4 separate regions of the Mus musculus genome follow, and all the other regions are linked to region 1. The links are chromatin contacts, called in public Hi-C and promoter capture Hi-C maps. All regions are on one chromosome and are shown on one strand. The core of a region is the stretch at or near the end of the contact, and the rest is flanking DNA. Distances in the headings are between cores, read along the strand shown. Region 1 holds the start of Kat5 (K(lysine) acetyltransferase 5). Region 2 holds the start of Tmem134 (transmembrane protein 134). Region 3 holds the start of Rps6ka4 (ribosomal protein S6 kinase, polypeptide 4). Region 4 holds the start of 2010003K11Rik (RIKEN cDNA 2010003K11 gene).

Region 1 (2,958 bases), core at 288-2,787:
AGGAAGCAGCAATGGCTCCACCCCTGTGAGGCTGTTGTGAGTAACAGTGGTGATGCTTCAGTTCCTCAGGGGAAGACTGGATGTTCTGAAAGATGGCACAACTCAGAACTCACAAGAGAGAAAAATGCCGTGTGCTGTCATATGCCTGTTGTCATCCTTGTGACAAGTCCCAGGCCAAGCAGGGCTACACAGTGAGACTTCACCTCAGAACAAACAATAACAAAAGGCCTATTGGCTTTTCAGTACTTCTTATGCTGAACATATTTTGCACACAGATCAAATCCAAGTGTTATTATTAATGCTCCTGTGATGAAACCAATCCTTTACTTCTGCACATAAACTCTTCTCAAAGTGGCCAAATGGACCCGAAACCATTTAAACTGGGAACACTTAGAAGTAAGGCTAAAGGGCCCCACTACACCCTTTAGGCATGTTATCAATATCTGTGATAGTTATTTTTGGTTGTCCATTTGACTACATCTGGATTTCACTAAAACCCAAAAATGGAAGAACACATACGTGAACAATTTTGCCTACTCTGAAGTGGGAAAACCCACTGCTTTGTGTTTTTAAGAGGATTTCTCAGTGTAGCCCTGGGTGTCTTGGAACTTGCTCTGTAGACCAGGCCTGCCTCTGCCTCCCCAGTGCTGGCAAGCTGGCTTGGTGGAAGATCCACTTTGAATTCACATCTTTGAGGAGGGAGAACACACCTTTGTTATTCAAACCTATTCTTGTTATTCAAAGTCAGAAGATGCACCTTCTGCTGGAAACTAAAAGAAAGACATGAAACAAGATTTTCCTCCCTGCCACCCCCAGGACAGGGCTTATCTGTGTAACCCCGCTTGTCCTGGAACTGACTCTGTAGACAACGCTGGCCTCAACTCATAGAGCTTCGCCTGCTTCTGCCTCCACTGCCAGCCTGCTTTTACTCTGCCTACTTGCTCTCACTCTCGTTGACAAGTCCGCTCCTTCACTGTCATTAGCGCCTACTTCTTTGGGATTCTGATGTATAATGAAGACCAACTGAGACATCCATTCTTGTTGACTGAATGCCTACTGGAATTTTGAACCTTCCATGTATACAGCCACATATATACTATTTTAAAAATAGAAATCCAGTATTAACGGAAAAATCTTGCTAAGCCCCCAGGCCTGTGCAATCTTATGCAGACACCTGGGTGGATCTCTAAATCCCTTCAGGTCTACTGACTCCCCAGGGTTCAAAACCCCACTCCTTAGCTTCTTACTCAGGGTGACACCTCACACTGCCACTAAGAGGCTCGCCAGAACACTGCCTCTAGACAAAGCCTAAACATGATCTGAGTGACCGGCGTCGCACCCGGTGGGCGTCACGTGACAGACTCGGCGTTCCTCCAATCGCTGTGCGAGGAGCGGGGATTCCATCTAGTACTTGGCCTCAGGTTTACAACGTCCTGCTCTTCCATTCCCCAAACGGGCCGGCTTTTTGCTACCAACCAGCTAGCAGTGATTCTCAAGTGTTTCCCTTTCAAACAGCTTCAAGGGGCTCGGGCCTATAGCGCACTCAGCTCCGGAAGTGACGTCTCCCAGAGGGGCCGGAAGTGGCAGTGGAGGGAGGGAAGATGGCGGAGGTGGTGAGTCCGGTGCCCGGGGCGGGGCGGAGGGAGCCAGGGGAGGTGGGTAGAGCCCGAGGCCCCCCAGTAGCCGACCCTGGCGCCGCGCTGTCTCCCCAGGGGGAGATAATCGAGGGCTGCCGCCTGCCCGTGCTGCGGCGCAACCAGGACAACGAAGATGAGTGGCGTGAGTGACGTCGGGGGGCGGGTCCAAGGAACCTGAGGGCGAGGGGCGGGAGGGAGTCAACGATCGCACGGGAGGGGGAGGGGCTTCTGCAATCCCGGGGCGGTCGCAGATACTCGGGAGGAGGGGCGTGGCTTTTGGACGTACGGAGATGATCCGGGCGGGGCTTGGAGAGAGGTGTCACTTGGTGACTAAAGGGGTCTTGAACCAGCCCCTCTGAGTGCTGGGACACAGGCCTCCAGCCTGGAGGTGGGATTCAGGTCGAAGGGTGGAGTCTCCTGACCTGCCCTGGCTAAGACTCCCTGTCTGTGTGGTTCTCATAGCCCTGGCTGAGATCCTGAGCGTGAAGGACATCAGTGGCCGAAAGCTTTTCTATGTCCATTACATTGACTGTGAGTCCTGGGCCTGGATGGAGTGGGGTTGCTGGAGAGGGTTGAGGGCAGCCTCTGGCATTCCCTCCTGAGCCGTTTTCACTGCTGCAGTCAACAAACGTCTGGATGAATGGGTGACTCACGAGCGGCTGGACTTAAAGAAGATCCAATTTCCCAAGAAAGAGGCCAAGACACCTACCAAGAACGGACTTCCTGGGTCCCGCCCCGGCTCTCCCGAAAGAGAGGTGGTGAGTAGGTCCCCCATTTCATCTTTTCTCTCCTGCCTCTTCCTTCTTGCATCTCTTGGCCTCAGGGGTTCCTGAATGGGCAGGAGGCAGCATTCTTCTGCCATGGCTTCAGCTTGCAAAGGATGGGGACCAAGTTGCAGGCGTAGCTTCCAGAGTCCAGCACTGCCTTGCTTTAGAGAAGGCAGAGGGTGGGATTCCATGCTGAGGGGCCCATCCCCCCCTTCGCCATCCCACCACCATCCCCACCCCAGAGGAAGACCCTGGACCTATCTCTGCAGCCGGCCTCCGCCCAGGCCAGCGGGAAGACCTTGCCAATCCCGGTCCAGATCACACTCCGCTTCAACCTGCCCAAGGAGCGGGAGGCCATCCCAGGTGGCGAGCCTGACCAGCCGCTCTCCTCCAGCTCCTGCCTGCAACCCAACCACCGCTCAACGGTACCCTCAGCAATTCCAGGGACCTTGCTTTCTTCTCAGGTCCCACCTTCTCTACCTTCTGACCCACCTTTCCTGGTTTCTCTCTGCAGAAACGGAAGGTGGAGGTGGTTTCACCAGCAACCCCAGTGC
Region 2 (2,958 bases), core at 325-2,824, 1.5 Mb after region 1:
TGGTGAGGGGGCAGGGAAGATAAAGAGAGGGACAGAAGCTGAGAGATAAACTCAAGGTGTATCTAGGGACTGAGGTTAACCCCTGCAGGATAGAGGGTCCAGAAGGAGGTCAAGGGTAGGGGGTGAAAAGGAATTACAGAATAGAGTGTGTGTTAAGAGGAATGAAAGAGGGTGGGGACTGGATTAAACTGAGGATTCCTAGAAGACAGAAAGCCTGGCATTGATAAGGTGGAGGACCGGGGCACTGGGGTAAGGTGACCCAGCTGGACAGCAGATCCCATGAGAGAAGCAGGGCTAGGAATCCCTGTAAGACAGGTAAGTGCATCTGGTTGGGACTGGGCAGGTCCTTGCAGACAGGAGCCTGAGACACGGGGCCTGGGATAAGAAGGGTGGGTCCCCACCTGGCCCTGACCTGGTGCTGACTCCCCCATCCGGCTCCGGAGAGGCCTGGGCTCCGTCCTCATCATTTTCCAGGTTCTGTTACAGGACATAAGGTTCAGATAAGCTTCAGGAATGGGCCTTTCCACTGCCCTCTGGGGGGAGGAGAAAGGCAGCCTGACAGCTTCTGCCTGGCACATCTGGCAGCTGCTCTCCTGCCTCTCCCTGCCCTCCCAGCGGAACCGGTTTGATGATTCAGAAACCAAAACCTGGGTAGGAAGTAGGTGGCTGTTGGGGGCTTCAGCACAGAATCCAGCAGGGGTGGGCTGCCAGCATGGATCCCAGGAGCAGGTGACCACTCAAATGAGGCTCTCAGGATTTTTCAGGGACCCAACATAGAGACTTTGGATTTGGTATAGCATAGCACAGGCCTCTGGGTCTTACGTCCTAAAGAACGATAGGGTTGGGGGAAGCTACCTGAGACAATGATTTATGGTGTGGTTTAGTATGAAGAGATGGGCAAACACATCATGTGTGGGGACCTCCACTTTTAGGGTGATTCTCAAAGCAGAGGGGATGCGGAGGCTCCATAGGTCACGTGATCTGGGGCTCAAGGGATGCTGTAAATATCGACAAGGTCTGGTTCAGATTGGAAGTACTCCCCAAACTCCTCGGAGTGATATTGGGGTGTCAGTCTTCAAGACAGGTGGGTTCTACACTGTTGCTAAGGCCTGGGTTCCTAGTCCGAGTTTCCGGCTCTCCACAGCTGCACTGGAACCGAACTCAGAGCTCAGAGGGCAAGGACATAAATCTGGATGAGCAGACACGTCTAGGGGACAATTTTCCGCTCCGCTGGGGTCTCTAGGCAGAGGCTCCGGAGTTAGAATTCTCCGGGGCCCGGCCTGGGGTTCCGCCCTATCCTGGACAAGAGGGTGAGACGAGCAGGGCCGTTCACCTGGTAGCGTAGCCGGGACTGCTTGTCTTCATCAGCCACCTCGAACCGAGCCCGGCGTTCGAAGTGCAGCGGCCCGAAGCGGGCGACCCCGCTGGACTCGGGCTCAGGCCCCGCGTCCTCCAGGGTCAGCTCGAAGGCATCATCGATGCTAAACTGGGGGCCGGGCGGCGCTCATGGCCCCCGCCGGCCTAGGCGCCCAGCGCCGCCGCCATTTGAGCCCGCCACGGCCCCGCCCACCAAACAGGGCCCGCCCTCACAGGGCCCGCCCCGTCTCCCTGGGAGCGAAGATCTGCCCTCTACAACCGCCCCGCCCTTGCCCGCTCCTCCTCTGCAGGCCTGAGCAGCAGAATGCAGAGTTGCTTCGGGATCGCGTCAGAGTCTCGCGGGTAGCGGGACTCGCGGCGCCCCCCAGAGGTTCCCTTGGTGAGCGACAGCCCCGGCTGTGACCAGGACCGATCTAAGCTTGTGCTTGTAAGGGAGGGGGGAGGGGAGGAGGGGGGACGGAGGGACGGGGTGTGTGTGGTGTGTGTGTGTGTGTGTGTGACGGGGTGTGTGTGGTGTGTGTGTGTGTGTGTGTGTGTGTGTGTGTGTGACGGGGTGTGTGTGGTGTGTGTGTGTGTGTGTGTGTGTGGTTGCTTTCTCTGCCCAGGGGTGTGAGGTGTGTGTGTGGTTGCGTGGTGTGTGTGTGTGTGTGTGTGTGTGTGTGTGTGGTTGCTTTCTCTGCCCAGGGGTGTGAGGTGTGTGTGTGGTTGCTTTCTCTGCCCAGCAGCTCAAACCTCATGAGGTAGCCTGGATTCCAGTCCGCACTCCAGTGCCATAGAAACTCTTGGACCTGTTCCTCCATCCTACTCACCACAGCTTCCAATGGAGGGGTGTCCTTGTCATTTTTCAGATGTGGACACTGAGGCTCAGAGCTTATATTGTTTTCTCCAATTCAGAATACATGGGGCAGCTAAAGTGATTAAAAAACAATCTTTCTAGCACTGAGTCTGCATTCCCTTCTATCTTTTTTTCTTTTTTTTTTTTGGTTTTCTTGGAAGAGGAGCTCCCTATTTAGCTCACTCTGGCCTTGAATTCCTGATCTTTTTGCCTTAGCTTTTATAGTACTGCTTTCTCTTCAGTGCTCAGGAGTGTTTGGAACTGAATAGATGTATAAATAATAGTAAATATCGGTGGCAGTTTGTCAAAGTGCTACGTCTGAAATTTGAACCCATATCTTTCTAGCTTACAAAGTGTTTGCCCTCCTCCACGTCCAACCGCCCTCACATTTTATGATCTCCCATAAAGAACTGAGTCAACCCAACTTCTCATTTTATGGTTAAAGAGGCTCCTCTCTAGTTGTGGTCATTCATTCCCCCCCCCCCATTCCCTCCATCCCCATCTTCCTCCCCTCCCCTTCTTCTCCCAAGACCTGGCCTCACTGAGTTTCAACCCAGCCTGGCTCTTACGTGGCATTGTCTTCTGTATGGATGTGTTTGCAGTGTACAAACATGGGCTCCTGTATCAAGTGCATTCTGTTGTTTACATTTTTCCATTTTTCCACTCAGTGCTAATGGTTTCCACATGCATCTTGTTTGCTGTTTCTATGAGCTGTAGGCGTGGTACCATTTGGGCTTCCAACACTC
Region 3 (2,958 bases), core at 167-2,666, 1.2 Mb before region 1:
GCCTCGAACTCAGAGGTCCACTTACCTCTGCCTTCTGAGTGCTGGGATTAAAGGTGTATGCTACCTTCTTAAAATATTGGGATGCTAGCATGAGACCTTAAGGACAAATAAGAAAGGAAAGGCTATGCTTTAACACAGACGAGCTGACGGGGTGAAATGTCATAGTTCTTTTGTCAAACTAGACACCTAGGTAGAGGGAACCTCACAGCTGAGAGACTGCTTCCAGCAGATTAGCCCATGGGCATATTTGTGGAGGCATTTTCTTGATTGCAAATTGATTATAGGAAGGCCTAAGTCACTGTGGGTGATACATCCCTAGCTAGATGGGCTTGGGTTATGTAATAAAGCTAGCTGAAAAAGTCAAGGGATGAAAGTCAGTAAGCAGTGCTCCTCATAAGCAGTGCTCCTCATCATAAGCAGTGCTCCTCCATGGTCTCTGCTTCAGTTCTGATCTCCAGGTTCCAGCCTTGAGTTTCTGCCTTGACTTCCCTCAGTTATGGACTGTAGCCTGCAAACCAAATAACTGCCCCTTCCCCAAGCTGCTTTAAGTCAGAACGTTTTATCACAGCAACAAAGAAGCAAACGAATACAGGGACAATTAGGCTGGGTGGCAGGATGTGAGTCAGGGCACCCGAGGCTGCCCCAGGGAGGGTGGGGCTCCCTGGGAAAGGTGGAGTGGGGTCCTTGTGCAATCAGCCCTGCAGGCTCCCTCTTTAATTCTTTTTGAAATTACATTTATTTTATATTATGCCATATGTTTGCATTGTATGTAGGTGCAGGCACTTAGATCTAAGGGCAGCTTGTGGAAGTCGGTTCTTTCTTTTTACCATGTGGGAGGGAACTAGGCATCCAACTCAGTTGGTCTCCTTTGGGGCAAAAGCAACTTTACCCATGTAAAGTGGCTTCCTGTTTCTGAAGTGTACTCTCAGGATGCCCATTGCCGGCCCAGCATCAAGAGCCTAGGGCTCCTGTGTCCAGGGAATATAAAGATCTCCAGTGTATTTGCTGAGCTTAACGAGTGTAACGAGTGGTCCTAAAGAAGGAAGTGGGCTGTGATTTGTGTCTGTTGGCTAAGAGGAGCAGAAGAGGCAAGGCTGCCACGTGGGAGGGAGGGCTCCATCAGCCTGGGTGGGCAGCCCTCCTCAAATCCTGGGACACAGACCTCTAGTGTCCTCCATATCCTGCTGGACAGACACCTGGCTAGGAGGCTTACTCCAGCTGCAGCCACATGTCACCCAAAGGCCCTGCACGGCTCTCACTGGTCCCGGGGCCAGGAGACCCTGCCACCGTCTGATGCTTCCCACCCGCAGCCCCGCTCCGTCACGTTCCAGCCGCCTGACTCAGGCCGCACGGGGCGGGCTGGGAGCCGGGAGGCGGTGCCGGCGCCCGCTCGGCCCCAGAGGCGGCACCAGGAAGCACCCGCCCCGGCCGGAGCCGCCATGTAACCGGCGCCGCCCGTAGCCCCAGCCGCGCGGGCCCCAGCGACCCGCCCGCCATGGGAGACGAGGATGAGGACGAGGGCTGCGCCGTGGAGCTGCAGATCACCGAAGGTGGGTGCCGGATCCCGAGGCGGCTCTCCCGGACGGGTGGCAAGAGTCAGCGACCCTCTGGGCTCACTCGCCCCCCTGTGTCCGCAGCCAACCTCACCGGGCATGAGGAGAAGGTGAGCGTGGAGAACTTCGCGCTGCTCAAGGTGCTGGGCACGGGAGGTGAGAAACCGCTTTCACTGGCATGGTGCTTTGGGCCTTCTGCCCGCCCACTCGCCTGGACCTGGGCCTGGGCCTGGTTGCTGGGGAGGTCCCCCCACCCTTTCCCGGCATAGCTCCCCTTGCCCGCCCCGCCCTACCGTACCAGGGTTCCGAGCCTACTTGCCGGGCGTCCACGTTGACAGGACTCTTCTCTGCAAAGTCCTATGCGTGCGTGCCCCCTGCCGCGATTTCCTAGCCTCTTTGGGGTTTTGACTCCCTCCCAAGAGCTTTGCACAGCTTCTCTCCCCATCTTCCCTTGCGAGCCCCACTCTTGTATTTTGCAAATTCCCCAGTCCGGGTTTGCACATCCCTCCGCTGACTGGGAGCGCGCCTCTGCCTCCGGTGCCAGCGTTTTCATCTTTTCTCAGCTCTCTTGATCATCCCAGGTTTGCACGTGCCCCGCCCCTTCCCCGCCCCGCAGGCCTTCTGGAGTTGCAAGCTCCCCAGGCTAGTTTGCACTGCAAATTGCTTTTCAGGCTTAACCGAGCACCCTCCAGGGAGGGCTCACCTTCTCCTTAGAAGGCTCTGTCAGCCTTTTGCACCCCCCTTCCCACCAGTCTGCACCGCCCTCGCACTTACAGCCCACCTTCCAACCGCTTGCTTGCTGCTCCCACAGCCTATGGGAAGGTGTTCCTGGTGCGGAAGACGGGTGGGCACGACGCGGGCAAGCTCTATGCCATGAAGGTGCTACGCAAGGCGGCGTTGGTGCAGCGCGCGAAGACACAGGAGCATACCCGCACCGAACGCTCGGTGCTGGAGCTGGTTCGCCAAGCACCCTTCCTGGTCACACTGCACTACGCCTTCCAGACGGATGCCAAGCTGCACCTCATCCTGGGTGAGGGCCTGTCACATCTCAGCTTTGGAGAGGGACGGGAGTTAGATTAGGCTACCTTGTAGGGAAACATTTCAACGTCTCCTCACTCCCAGACTACGTGAGCGGTGGTGAGATGTTCACTCACCTCTACCAGCGCCAGTACTTCAAGGAGGCTGAGGTTCGAGTGTATGGGGGCGAGATTGTGCTGGCCCTGGAACACCTGCACAAGGTAAGAGACGGCCCTGCCTTTTGGCTGCTCTCCTGGGACTGCCCTGAACCTAATGAGGGGCTTCCTGTTTCAGGGGTGGCCTGGGCGGGGACCTTGAAAGAACTGCTTGAGACAGCACTACCTGGAAGGGTCTTCTGCTCCAGAACCTTCTGGAAGGGGCTTTCCTC
Region 4 (2,958 bases), core at 187-2,686, 1.1 Mb after region 1:
ACACACACTCTCACACACAGAACCTGCCAGGCTGAGGATGTAGCAGAGTTGGCACAGTGCTTGCCTAGCGTGCACAAGCATCAGTGTTCCATCCCCAGCACTGTCTACACAAGGCATGGTGACCCATACTTGTAATCCAAGAATTCAGGAGGTGGAGGAGGGCAGAGATCAGGAATTCGAGATCATCCTCTGCCACATAGCGAGGCCCATCTGGGCAACATAAGACCCTGTCTAAGACAAAAGTCTGGCACTGAGATAATATTTACTATAGGTCATTTTTTTCTTTGTGTCTCTGTATGGTGTGTGAAGGGATTATGTGTGTGTGTGTACACTCGCACACATGTGTGTAATCTAGAAGTTGACACTAAGTGTCTTCCTCTGTCATTCTCTACCTTTAATTTTTTTCCTCTTAGTTTTTGAGAGAGGAACTAGCTGTGTAGACCAGGCTGGCCGAAACTCACAGAAATTCCCCTGGCATGAGCACTGAATGAGCCACCTTGCCTGGCCTCACCTTTTTACATTTTCAAATTACATTTATTTGTGTGTGTGTGTGTGTGTGTGTGTGTGTGTGTGTGTGTGTATTGTGTGTTCTTGAGAGCCACAGCGCATGTGTGGTGGAGAGAGGAAAGCCTGTGGCAGCCAGTTCTCTCCACCAGGTGAATCCCAAGGATCAAACTCAGGTTGTCAGGCTTGTCAGCAAGTGCCTGTACCCACTCGACCACTCCTTCCCCTTAGTTTTTGAGACAGTGTGTCCCACTGGGTCAGGAGTTCACCAATGCAGCTCAGACAGGGACTGCAAGTCCCAGAGAGTTTCCTGTCTCTCCCAGGTCTGGGATGACAGATGCATATCCACCTTTCCACAGGGGTACCAGGGAACCCAACCCAGATCCTGTGCAGCAAGCACTTTATGAGTGAGCCGTCCCCCCAGCCCCTGCAGGTCACGATTTTGGATGTGTGCCGCTGACCTCCAGAGCACTTTTCACCTTGTAAAACTGAAGGTCTGGAGCCATGAAAACAAGTACCGTCCACTGTCCAGCCCCTGCCTTACCCGATTTCACCCTGGTAGTTACGGTTTTGACTGTTGTAGAATGAAGCTATTCTGTTCTCTGTCCTGTTGTAGAAGTAATCTTTGCTTAATGTCAATGAGATGAGTGGTACGGCCAGCCAAGGCCAAGGCCAGAGGAGGCCGGCAAGGTCTCCAGGGTGGTGTGGTCAGAGAAGGCTGTCTGGAGGGAGGAGGGAAGACAATAGGAACCAGCCTAGCATTCAGAAGGATCCCGAGCTGGAAGCCAGCCTGCGCTGTATAGTCCCACAGGGTGAGAAGTCAATGGAGAGAATGACTCAGAGATATTTGGCCTCTGTGGCCTGCCCTTTGGTTTATGACAGCCACCTCAGCAGCACTGACCTTTGTCTACAGGTGATCTCCCATCATATGAGTGAAGGCACCAGGCCATCTCACAAAGCTAGTGGCTTACCGACCAGTGCTAGCTTCTAGGATCATGGGGACCAGCCTGCGTAGCCAGTCCTTTAGAGAACCCCGGCCCTCCTATGGGAGGCTCCATGAGTCCCAGGGGAGGTCTCTGGATGGCCGACTCCACAGAGCACTGAGCCTCAGACTGGGCCGTGAGAAGTCCAGGTCGCAGGTCCCCGATGGCACGGAAGGGCTGGAGGTCTCTGTCCAGGAGCGGCTGCCAGGGACCCTGGGAGACAAAGAACAGCTGATCCAAGGCCAGAGAGGAGGAGGCAGCCGGCGGTGGCTGAGACAGTACCAGCAGGTGTGGCTTCAAACTGAATTATCACTTTCATGGGGAAGGGTGGGGACTCCGGGCAGCAAAGGGTTAAGAGCACAGCTGACCTGAGGAAAGCCAAGCAAAATACCCAGGAATTGAATGCATTTGACTAAAAGCAGTTGTGATTCCCCTCACCCCTGTGGGCACTGGGGATTCACTGAAGGTTGGAGGAGGGTGGGCAAATGGGGTCTGGGTGGAATATGGTCAGAGCTGTTTCTGTTTTGAGATGGGGTCTCGATAAGTAGCCCAGAGTGGCCTGGAACTCTTGATCCTACTCAGTGTTCTGAGTGCTGGGAGTGCAGGCATATATTACCACACAAGGCTCTGAGAGCTGTATTAAGATGATTAATGTAATACTATGTTGCAAGGGTGACTAGAGCAGGAGGCAGGCAGATTGGCCAATGCAACTTCTGGCAAATTACCGTCTGTACCTCTCACACAGGATGAAGAGTAGATTTGCCCCACCCCTCCTGGCCCTTCGTCCCAGGGGGAAGGGTCTCCCCTCCCCCCAGGAGTTTAGCTTCTCTTTCATGGCTCTACCCCCACCTGGTGGCTGTGAGTGGAACACCACTTGAAGCCACTGCTATGATGTTTCTCCTACTTTGGTCTTCCAGCATGTGAAAAGAAGGTGGAGGAGTTTTGTCGCCAGCTTCCCCAGTGTGACCCTGAGTCAACCAGCCTCCCCAGAGACCTTGTTGGACACCAACAACTAAAGCTGCTGTGACTGTCCCTCACTCCACCGGCTCTGCTCCTGTGTCTTTTCATCTGCCCCTGCATGGCTTTTCTGGACTCTGAACTGCTCCAGCTTTTGAACTTTGTCTTGTGACCCAAGGAGGCCTCTGCCACCAGATCATTCAAAGCCCCCATGTGGCTGCTCTTCTTGGTTCTGGCACCTATCTCTTAGCAAAGATCTCCATAGGCCTGAAGAGGAAATACCTGGCTCTCTACCTTTTGGGTTTAAAGACTCCCTGGACTGGCATTTATGAAGGTCTTAGGGACCTACACAGAAATGAGAGTAGCAACTGTGACCCCTTGGCCCCACAAAGACCAGCCACCCACTTCCAGGTCAGAGTTCAGTGAAGCCAAAGAAAGGCTGAGAACTTCCTGAATATCACCTGCTCCCAGGGCCAAGCTCCACATGGCTTTCTGGGCAGCTGCCAGTGACTGG

Evidence for each region. Promoter capture Hi-C pulls out the DNA fragments that hold promoters and counts their contacts. Hi-C and Micro-C count contacts between places; a contact is called where the count stands out from the background.
Region 2: a contact with region 1 is called in a promoter capture Hi-C map of liver, with 2.8 times the contacts expected there. A contact is called at or near these places in 2 of 39 promoter capture datasets (both in liver).
Region 3: a promoter capture Hi-C map of liver shows a contact between it and region 1, with 4 times the contacts expected there. A contact is called at or near these places in 3 of 39 promoter capture datasets (liver and pre-B cells).
Region 4: a contact with region 1 is called in a Hi-C map of colorectal tumor organoids, with 9 times the contacts expected there. A contact is called at or near these places in 1 of 484 Hi-C or Micro-C datasets (colorectal tumor organoids) and 1 of 130 datasets of targeted methods (pancreatic cancer cells).

What each region holds. Positions count from the first base shown.
Region 1 is chr19:5,608,673-5,611,630 of GRCm38.p6, reverse strand. It overlaps Kat5 (K(lysine) acetyltransferase 5), which reads left to right and starts at 1,537. Exons shown (of 14, transcript NM_178637.2): 1 at 1,537-1,613; 2 at 1,713-1,779; 3 at 2,100-2,168; 4 at 2,259-2,395; 5 at 2,674-2,829; 6 at 2,919-2,958. The coding sequence starts at 1,602.
Region 2 is chr19:4,124,576-4,127,533 of GRCm38.p6, reverse strand. It overlaps Tmem134 (transmembrane protein 134), which reads right to left and starts at 1,574. Exons shown (of 8, transcript NM_001078649.1): 1 at 1,494-1,574; 2 at 1,334-1,492; 3 at 413-477. The coding sequence starts at 1,508. It also overlaps a transcript of Aip not described here.
Region 3 is chr19:6,839,085-6,842,042 of GRCm38.p6, reverse strand. It overlaps Rps6ka4 (ribosomal protein S6 kinase, polypeptide 4), which reads left to right and starts at 1,416. Exons shown (of 18, transcript NM_019924.2): 1 at 1,416-1,550; 2 at 1,638-1,709; 3 at 2,365-2,583; 4 at 2,676-2,791. The coding sequence starts at 1,496.
Region 4 is chr19:4,497,061-4,500,018 of GRCm38.p6, reverse strand. 2010003K11Rik (RIKEN cDNA 2010003K11 gene) reads left to right here and starts at 1,436. Exons shown (of 2, transcript NM_027237.2): 1 at 1,436-1,775; 2 at 2,405-2,958. The coding sequence starts at 1,500. The coding sequence ends at 2,503.